3 separate regions of the Mus musculus genome follow, and all the other regions are linked to region 1. A link is a contact called in public Micro-C and promoter capture Hi-C data. All regions are on one chromosome and are shown on one strand. Each heading gives the region's core, a stretch centred on a gene start, on an enhancer-like site or on the middle of the called end of the contact. The rest is flanking DNA. Distances are from core to core; before and after follow the strand shown. Region 1 holds the start of Zfp748 (zinc finger protein 748). Region 2 has its middle 12 kb from the start of Zfp493. Region 3 holds the start of Zfp953 (zinc finger protein 953).

The links. Promoter capture Hi-C pulls out the DNA fragments that hold promoters and counts their contacts. Hi-C and Micro-C count contacts between places; a contact is called where the count stands out from the background.
Region 2: a Micro-C map of embryonic stem cells shows a contact between it and region 1, with 2.2 times the contacts expected there. The contact joins the enhancer-like site here to the promoter of Zfp748 in region 1. A contact is called at or near these places in 3 of 39 promoter capture datasets (embryonic stem cells and liver), 5 of 484 Hi-C or Micro-C datasets (CD4 T cells, embryonic stem cells and uterus), 4 of 115 datasets of contacts at active chromatin or transcription factors (embryonic forebrain, embryonic stem cells and stem cell-derived neural progenitor cells) and 3 of 9 other capture datasets (adipose tissue, liver and pancreatic islet).
Region 3: a promoter capture Hi-C map of macrophages shows a contact between it and region 1, with 8 read pairs. The contact joins the promoter of Zfp953 here to the promoter of Zfp748 in region 1. A contact is called at or near these places in 8 of 39 promoter capture datasets (erythroid cells, frontonasal cranial neural crest, hematopoietic stem and progenitor cells and 4 more), 13 of 484 Hi-C or Micro-C datasets (CD4 T cells, CD8 T cells, the N1E-115 cell line and 8 more), 9 of 115 datasets of contacts at active chromatin or transcription factors (CD8 T cells, the SCID.adh cell line, bone marrow-derived macrophages and 3 more) and 2 of 9 other capture datasets (adipose tissue and liver).

The regions. Positions count from the first base shown.
Region 1 is chr13:67,551,821-67,554,627 of GRCm38.p6, reverse strand. It overlaps Zfp748 (zinc finger protein 748), which reads left to right and starts at 1,476. Exons shown (of 4, transcript NM_001035231.3): 1 at 1,476-1,597. The coding sequence starts at 1,592. It overlaps 9430065F17Rik (RIKEN cDNA 9430065F17 gene), which reads right to left and starts at 1,426. Exons shown (of 5, transcript NR_131100.1): 1 at 1,375-1,426; 2 at 999-1,054.
Region 2 is chr13:67,790,683-67,793,489 of GRCm38.p6, reverse strand. No RefSeq gene overlaps it. Among named protein-coding and RNA genes, the nearest start is that of Zfp493, 12 kb to the right of the region's middle. Within about 2 kb of position 1,444, at least 7 of the 459 cell types and tissues checked have an H3K27ac peak or open chromatin away from gene starts, as enhancers often do. A contact at or near this core is called in embryonic stem cells, where this site is marked.
Region 3 is chr13:67,359,095-67,361,901 of GRCm38.p6, reverse strand. Zfp953 (zinc finger protein 953) reads left to right here and starts at 1,330. Exons shown (of 4, transcript NM_001038651.3): 1 at 1,330-1,398. The coding sequence starts at 1,393. Gm17039 (predicted gene 17039) reads right to left here and starts at 1,237. Exons shown (of 2, transcript NR_167764.1): 1 at 839-1,237; 2 at 1-730.

The sequences.
Region 1 (2,807 bases), core at 227-2,726:
TAATAGTTATTTTTATTTTTTTCTATATGAGTACACCATAGCTGTCTTCAGACACACCAGAAGAGGGCACTGGATTGGGATCCACAGATAGTTGTAAGCTACCACGTGATTGCTGGAATTGACCTCAGGACCTCTGGAAGATCAGTCAGTGCTCTTAACCGCTGAGCCATCTCTCCAACCACCCTCCCCAACCAGTTATTAAAACTCCTTCTTAAACATTTCAGGGAAGAATAAAAAAGGACACAAGTAAGTTTCTTTCTTTCTTTCTTTCTTTCTTTCTTTCTTTCTTTCTTTTTTTTTTTTTTTTTTTTTTTTTTTTTTTTTTTTTTTTTGGTTTTTCGAGACAGGGTTTCTCTGTATAGCCCTGGCTGTCCTGGAACTCACTGTGTAGACCAGGCTGGCCTCCAACTCAGAAATCTGTCTGCCTTTGCCTCCCAAGTGCTGGGATAAAAGGCATGCGCCACCACTGCCCGGCAGGACACAAGTTTCTTATTAAAAAAAAAAAAAAAAAAAAAAGACTTTCCTTCTCAGCTGAGATTTAGCTTCCTTGTGAACCACTGTCCGTCACGAGTCCAGACTCTTCTTTCTAAAAAGGTTTGTTCTTTGGTCTTTGGCATGACCAGTACAGCACTAGATATTTACGAGGAGATAGGAGGTCCCAATGGTGCCAATCTATCTTTATTCATTCATTCATTATTTCTATGTTCCCAGTTAGATTCTCTGAGTTCTTTACAAGTGAATTCTAGAGAGCTGGGCTTTTAATTTTGTTCTATAATTTTAAATCATATCTGTGCACCTTGACCTGTGCACTACACTGTATGGATTCCAATGTTCACACTAAGACTTTTTTTCCAGCTGTGGCAAACTGGTTATTTTATTTAACTACAGGACGAGATTGTCTATTGTAGTGGTGTATTTATAACTAAAGCCTTCTTCATCCCAGGCAAGCAGGGACTTTACCCCTAAGATGCTCAGTAACCCTTTTTTGTAGTTTGTACCTTTTGCCCAGGTTATCCTTGGATTTGGCATCCTTCTGTCTTAAGCTCCTGAGCATCTGCGAAGACACGGAGTGACAAATAGGCTGATTGTAAAATCATCTTAACAGAAAGTGGTCATTTCCATACAATTTTTTGCTGATTTATTTTAAAGTTAAATTGAGTCAACGTGAATTTTACATATGGAATAAACCTCATAATAAGTAGACTTTGAGTTTTAAATCAGTACAGATTGACCAGAAATAATCAGCAAACATTAGAGTCAAAGGCTCGACTCACATTCAAACATCTCCGGTAGTGAACCCGGGATTTTAAAAGCAGCCCGACTCCCTATGGCTGTCCCAGTGCAAAAAATGCTCGCGTTCCCATCCATCCTCACCTGCAGAGGTGAAGAAACACAGGAAACACACACGTCACCAGCCTGTTTTCCTGGCGCCTCGTCGCACAGACTTGTGGGAAGTGTAGTCTTCCGTTGGATCGCTTCACAAGGAGCCATTGTGGAAACGGCACTTCCGCATTGCGACTGCACTAGTGCATTTTCTCTCAAAGTTGGGCGATTCTCTGGTCCTGCTCCGCGCTCGGCTTGCATCGCTGACATGGAGGTTGGTCCAGGGTGTCGCGTACCGCTGCAGGTCGGAGGGACCGAGGGCGGGTCCGGCCCGGAGGCGGCGGAGGAGGGGTGGCCCGGAGGCGGGAAGAACAGACTTGGTGGAGCCCTGCTGACCTAGGCTGGGCCACAGCGTCTGGAAGCCTGCTGGGGCCGGGGAGAGGGCATGCGGTTGGTGCTGGAAGTGAACGCTCTTGTGAGCTCAGAGTAGCTGCCTGGGTCTCTTATAGAGGCTGTATTGGTAAGAAAGGAATTGGGAATATGAAAATCCAGGATTGCTCGGACAGGCGGGTCTGCTCGTAACCTGTACCTGGAAGTGGTGGTGGTGGACTCATACATCTCAGATTGGCTATGGACCCACGCCTTCCCCGCGCTTGTCAGTTTTCTCAGGACACCTAGACCAAGTGGAGATCTGGCCCCTCCTGTACTTTATAGCCGGCCTAATACTTTTAGTTTGTATTGATAGAAGTTCATAGAGTTACTAGTTTCCAAGGACGGAGAGTTTTGCGAGAGAGATTGATGCATGGGATGTTAATCCCATTTTCATTGGAACAGAGATTTATGGACTGCCGTTTTAAATAGGAATACTTAATGATCACTGCTGTGACCTGAATCCTCAGACTAACACCCCCATGCAGAGCTAGAATGATCCCCTAAAGGAAAAGATTCTAGCTTTGCAAAACAAGAAATTACTGATCCTGCACTGTACTGGAGAAGAATAACTCATCCAATTCCATTGGGAATTATGATGCCATTAGTTTGTGGGAGATGAGTTGGCTAGAGGCTACAAGGGTGTCTAGGGATTGACTGTAAGGGGACAGAGGTGCTTGAGTTTCTCTGGGAAAGAGAAATAGTCCTGCCTACCTGACCGGATGCTTACAGTGCTCTCTGATCGATCCCATGGTTTTCTCCCGTCGTTGTCCACTGCATACTGTGTCTAAAACTGTCACTAGTTGTGGGATCTGTGTTCCACGAGTGCCCTTAAACAGTTCGTCCGGAACCGTTTCTCCCAAGTTTTTATACTGGGTCAAAAGAGTAAGAGATGACTTTAAGAGCTATGGTTCACTCGGGATCCTGTAGTTTTTTCACAGTGGGCTGCTCACATAGTCTTTTGTTTGTACAAGTGAAAATATGAGGGAAGGAATTACTCATTTTAGAAACTCACATATAGTGACGTTGTTGTATTACACATGTCGTCCTTACAA
Region 2 (2,807 bases), core at 195-2,694, 240 kb before region 1:
CTACAAGGGTGTATAGTTAAAATATGTTACCTACAACACTTATGTTCTAGTGTGTCTCTTTGCTTCTTTGATAAACACCATGACCAAAAGCAACTTGGGGTGGAAAGGGTTTATTCTGTCTTACACATTACAGTACAACATTCAAGGAAGCCAGGGTAGGAATTTAGGACAGGAACCTGGGTCAAAGAGTACTGAAGAGTGCCACTTACTGCCTTGCTCTCAAGCTCTTGTTTAGCTACCTTTTCAAACACCCTATTCTCACCTGTTCTGGGGTGGTATCACCCAGAGTGGACTGGAACCTCCTACATCAAGGAGTAATTAAGAAAGAGCCCCACAGACATCCAGTTCAATGGACGCAATTCTTCCACTGAGGTACCCTCTCTCGCTGGAGTGTCAAAACTAGCAACCAAATCTTACTAACATATAGTATTTCAATGTCTGTGACAGAATGTTATTCCAAACACAATACTGACAATGCATTAAGAACTACTTACTTTTATTTATAAAAATCAGTAAATTTCAAACAATTATATTCCAAGAATGTACTATACGGTCTTCACTGGGAGGGGGGTACCTCTAAAAATCTTGGGACTCAGGCTTGTTCTGATAAAAATCATCCTGAATTTGTGATCTTTCAGTATTCAAAGTTGAGCCAATAAAATAATTTAGGTTTATACCAGACTTGAGATGTCTGCATGATTCCAATGTCTGTAATTAGTTTTTCAGTCATATCAAATAAATTACAAGCAATATTTCCATGCTTTGCTTATATCCCAGTTTATCTTGCTGCTGGGTTAATACATGGACCAAGAACAATTTAGGAAGATAAGGGTTTATTCAGCGAACAGGTGTTGGGAGCCATCCCGAGGCTCACATGGGGGGTGGGGGTGGGGCTACTCCTGGGAGGCAAACTGGGGCTGAAAAGACAGAAACTAGGCGGTCGAGAGAAAAATGGAAGCCAAGACAAGGTTCCTGATCAAGGCTCAAATGTTTAATAAAAATCTGCACTTATAAAGGGGGGAAACCCATGCCCTGCCACGCAGAGTTTCTTGATGTTGTGATGCCAAGTTGTCAACACAGCCTTTTAACAGTAAGTCGCCAAATGCACAGGTTGCAGTTAACTCAGGAAAATTTTGGAGGACCTGTTCAGCCTCTCAGCAGGTGGTAGGCAGTGTCACGTGGTAGGCAGTGTCACGTGGTAGGCAGTGTCACGTGGTAGGCAGTGTCACGTGGTAGGCAGTGTCACGTGGTAGGCAGTGTCACATGAAAGGAAACCAACTTAGTCACAAGAGCTGCACCGCAGGTGGCCCCGCCTCAGTGGCAAAGGTCTGAACCAGCCTGCTTTAGGCTGGAGGAGGTTACAAACAGGTTACAGCCCATCATCAAGAGAAGCCAAAGTAGGAGATCAAGGCAGCAACCTGGGGGTGTGAAATGGAGACACGGAGGAATGTTGCTTACTGCTTTTACCATGGCTTCCTCAGCTTGCTCTCTTATACAGTCCTGGATCACCTGCCCAGGGTTGGTCCAAACCACAGTGGGCTTGGCCTTCCCAAACCAATCATTAATCAAGAAAATGCTCCAAAGACATGCTCGTAGGCCATTTTGATAGAAACAATTCCTCAGTTGAAATTGTCTCTTCTCAGGTGGCTCTAATTTTTGTCCACATGACAAAAACTAACCAGCATCATTGATTCTTTGTCAACTTGTTCATAGTAATGACAAATACATTGCCATTAAACTACTGAAGAATAAAAATTTTTACTGAACTCTTCTTCACCCCAGAGCCCGACCCCTCCCATCTAGAAATTGTTCCCGGAACACTCCTAAACTTTTCACCCCAAAACTCCTCACCCTAAAGTTCGAACCCTCCCAACTAAAAACTGTTCCAAGAACATTTTTGAGATAAAGGCCTCCTGGAACAACCTCAAAATGAACCGGGTACATTGCCAAATGATAGGACATGACTCCTTAGTTACGTAGATTCCTTTGGCAGAACTCCCTAGTGATGTAAACTTGTACTTTCCCTGCCCAGTTCTCCCCCTTTGAGTTTTACTATATAAGCCTGTGAAAAATTTTGGCTGACCGTCGATTCTCCTCTACACCACTAGGTGCCACTAGGTGTATGAGTTTCGACCCCAGAGCTCTGGTCTGTGTGCTTTCATGTTGCTGCTTTATTTCGACCCCAGAGCTCTGGTCTGTGTGCTTTCATGTTGCTACTTTATTAAATCTTACCTTCTACATTTTATGTATGGTCTCAGTGTCTTCTTGGGTACGCGGCTGTCCTGGGACTTGAGTGTCTGAGTGAGGGTCTCCCTTCGGGGGTCTTTCACTACAACCTTTCTTTTCTGGTTTATCCCCAAGATCTCATGTTAACATCACAATATACTATGCCTTAGCATAGTATACATTTAAAATCCTTATAGTCTTTAAACAAATTCAAACATTGTAAGTTCAAGGTCACTTTAAAAATCTGAAGTTTCTCAACTGTGGCTTCTATAGACTCTAAATAAATTATATACTTTGTTGTTCCAAGAGAGAACAACAATTACAATTAAACCAAAGCAAAACCAAAAGCCAACAGTGTAAATAGTTCAGTGTCCAGTGTCAAACTCATGAGCTTCATGGGTTTGAAAGGCTATAGATAGCACTATCTGTCCTGCTATGCCATCCGGAAACACAATTTGTCCTGTAGGCTCAGGCCTAATCCACTCTATATATGCTAGTGTCCTTGATGGTCATCCCATGTGTGGACATCTCTAATTCTGGATTCTCCCAAGTACCTAAGCCAGAACCTTCAGCAATGGACT
Region 3 (2,807 bases), core at 81-2,580, 190 kb after region 1:
TACACAACAGAACCTTGTAAATGTGAGAAGTCAGTAGAGAGTCTAGACCTTTGAGTAGAGAATTTAGCATAACAAAACATAGCAACACACCGAACCTCAACACATACACATATTAGAAAACTTGCTATGCTCAGAAATTCTGTCCTTGTGGTTGCTGACAATGCCTTCCACTGCAATATTCAGGAGGAGGACAGACCACTCATGACCTCATTCTAAACAGACATGCCAATCAAGTGTCCAGGTGAATGTACTGCTTCTTGACTCTAGTTTCTCTAAATCGAGGAAGGTGTTCTGCATCCATAGGTAAACACACTCCCTGACAAAGAACTCAATAGGGACTCTGCACAGTCTTTGCTCTGAAACAGCTTCCTTTTGAATCATAATATATCAGGGAAGTATGAAGCCTTTTCTGCAATGGGGTTTGTAACTTTGACTCAAGCTTGAACTTCACAGGAATAAACCTTCCCAAGAAGAGATGGGAATTCTCAATATTGTATGTTTCCAGTGTAACTTCTTTAATATACCGACCTCATTTGGCAATGCTATGAACATATTTCTGATACCTTTGTATTCAAGAAGGAATTATCTCGGTGTTCTGCTTCGGAGAAATAACGGAAGTTCAAGGCGGATACCACTGATGTTCAAATATTGCCAAATATGAACGATGACAGGCTCACATGAGAGACGGAGAATTCAATACGGAACATCAAACCTAACACAGGCAGAAATCCTATAATACAAAATGGACCAAGAGTTAGGACATACACCACTGCGATCCCAGGAGCTCTGCTCCTCCTCTTGGGAGAGATGCAGAGGAAAGCAAGTGCTCAGAAAATACCTGATGGTTGCTGGCTTTGAATTCTAAGTCTTTTGTCTTAAGCACCTGATATGCTGCGTAGCAGGCAGGGTCACCAAGGATGGTTTCAAGAGCACCTTAAATTAGCTCTTGCTTCCATATTTTTAAGTAAAGCAAGTCATGAAAGTGCGAGTTTTCCATGTGGTAGTAAGATAGTTTAAAATCACGGTGTTCTAGCAGAAATAACTAAGAAACCTGATAAACATCACTGTGAAAGGGTCGACTCACAGGCTAACATTGCGTGCTGGGACCACAGAACTTTAAATGAATCCAAATGCCCTGTGACTGCCCAAGTGCAGAAGACTGTTTCTTCCCAACTTCAAGGAATCACAGTCAGGATACCAGCAGGTGAACAACCCAGTTCTGTGGGTTCATGGAAGTTCTTCGCACTGATTTGTGGGAAATGTAGTCCGGATGCCTGTGACGTCATCAGAAGGCTGGCCGTTGCTATCAAACTTCCGCATTTGATTTTCAAACTTAACTTCTCCCCAGAGTTAGGCGTCTGTCCTGTTGAAACCTTCGTTTGGATCTCTGACATGGAGGTTGGTGCAGGGAACACCGCAACCTTGCAGATCTGAGGGACTGTGCAGGGTGGCGTATCGGGCACGGAAGGAGCTTATCTGGGCTTGTTATGAGACAGGGCAAGCTGCTGACCTGGAGATGTTGTGCTGACCTAGGCTAGGGAAGAAAGTTGGAAACAACAGGATGGCAAGGGCAGGCTGGGTCTGCTGACTGCTTATTTCTGAGATGCTGAAAGGAGCGCACTCATCTTTACTGGGGAAATATGCTCTGCCTAGCTGACCCGTTCTCACGTGGCTGTAGTCAGATTCTCAGGAGATTTAGAACACTTGGACATCTAGCGCCTCCTATACTCTGTGTTCTATCTAGTACTGGAGTTTGACTTCACAAATCTTCCTAAAGTTCCTAGTGCCAGGGACAAAGAGTCCCGTGAGGGTGATTGTTGTGTGGAATGTTAGTTCCTTTTCCTTTGGAATAAAGTGTTAGATTTATGGATGCCTCGGGTTGAATAAGAACTCAGGATGTATAATCCTGTACCTGAATCACCACAATACATGGCTGTATAGCCACAGAGTAGTCCTGTAATTGATATGAACCAGTGTTTGCACAATCCAAATAATTATGAATTTTGCCCTTCTGCTAAAAAAAAAAAACACTAGACAATAATACTCAACAATTCTTAGTATGTGTTCTGTCCAAAATTTGGACTCCTTCTCAGATATGAGAGATGACTTGGTGAGATGAGAGAAATGGAACTCATGATCTCTGGAAGGGACTGGAATGTCTCTGAAAGAGAAAGGAGATGGCCCTCCTCTGGTCACATGATTTTCTTCTGTCTGTTCACATTATCAGAAATATCTAAATTCTCTTAAATGCACTCTGTCCCTGTATCTGGCACCCAGCTTTACTGCTGCTCACTGGACATTTCTAGAATGATTTCCTCATGTTTTCCTGTGGTTGTAAGAAAAATTCAGAAAGCTCTGGCACACTTGGGGTCTTATAATTTTCACATAGGTTCCTGTCCATGCAAAATGCAGTTCTCCTCTTAAAGGGTTAAGAGACAGTTTAGTCAGCCTTTTGAGTGGCCATTATCTGAGAATACAGACTTAGGTTAATCCAAATTCTGTGCTTCAACACAAGGCAGTTTCATGGTTTTACAGAACAGAGAATGTCATTAACCAAGGAAAATTTAAAATACATTGGTGTGTGTCTCATAGAGTCATCGGAGATATTCTATTTACCTAAGATACCATCTGATGAGGTTTTAGCTTTTGGACTGATAGAATTTCATGTTCTGCCTTGTCAGTGGATTCTGAGAGGTTTTTTATCTATTGTCACAAGCTGTGTGGTCCACTATAGAGTGAGGTAATGACTGTCCCTGAAGAGAAAACCAACCCAAGGTAAGACAGCTAACCCTGAACCTGCAGAATTC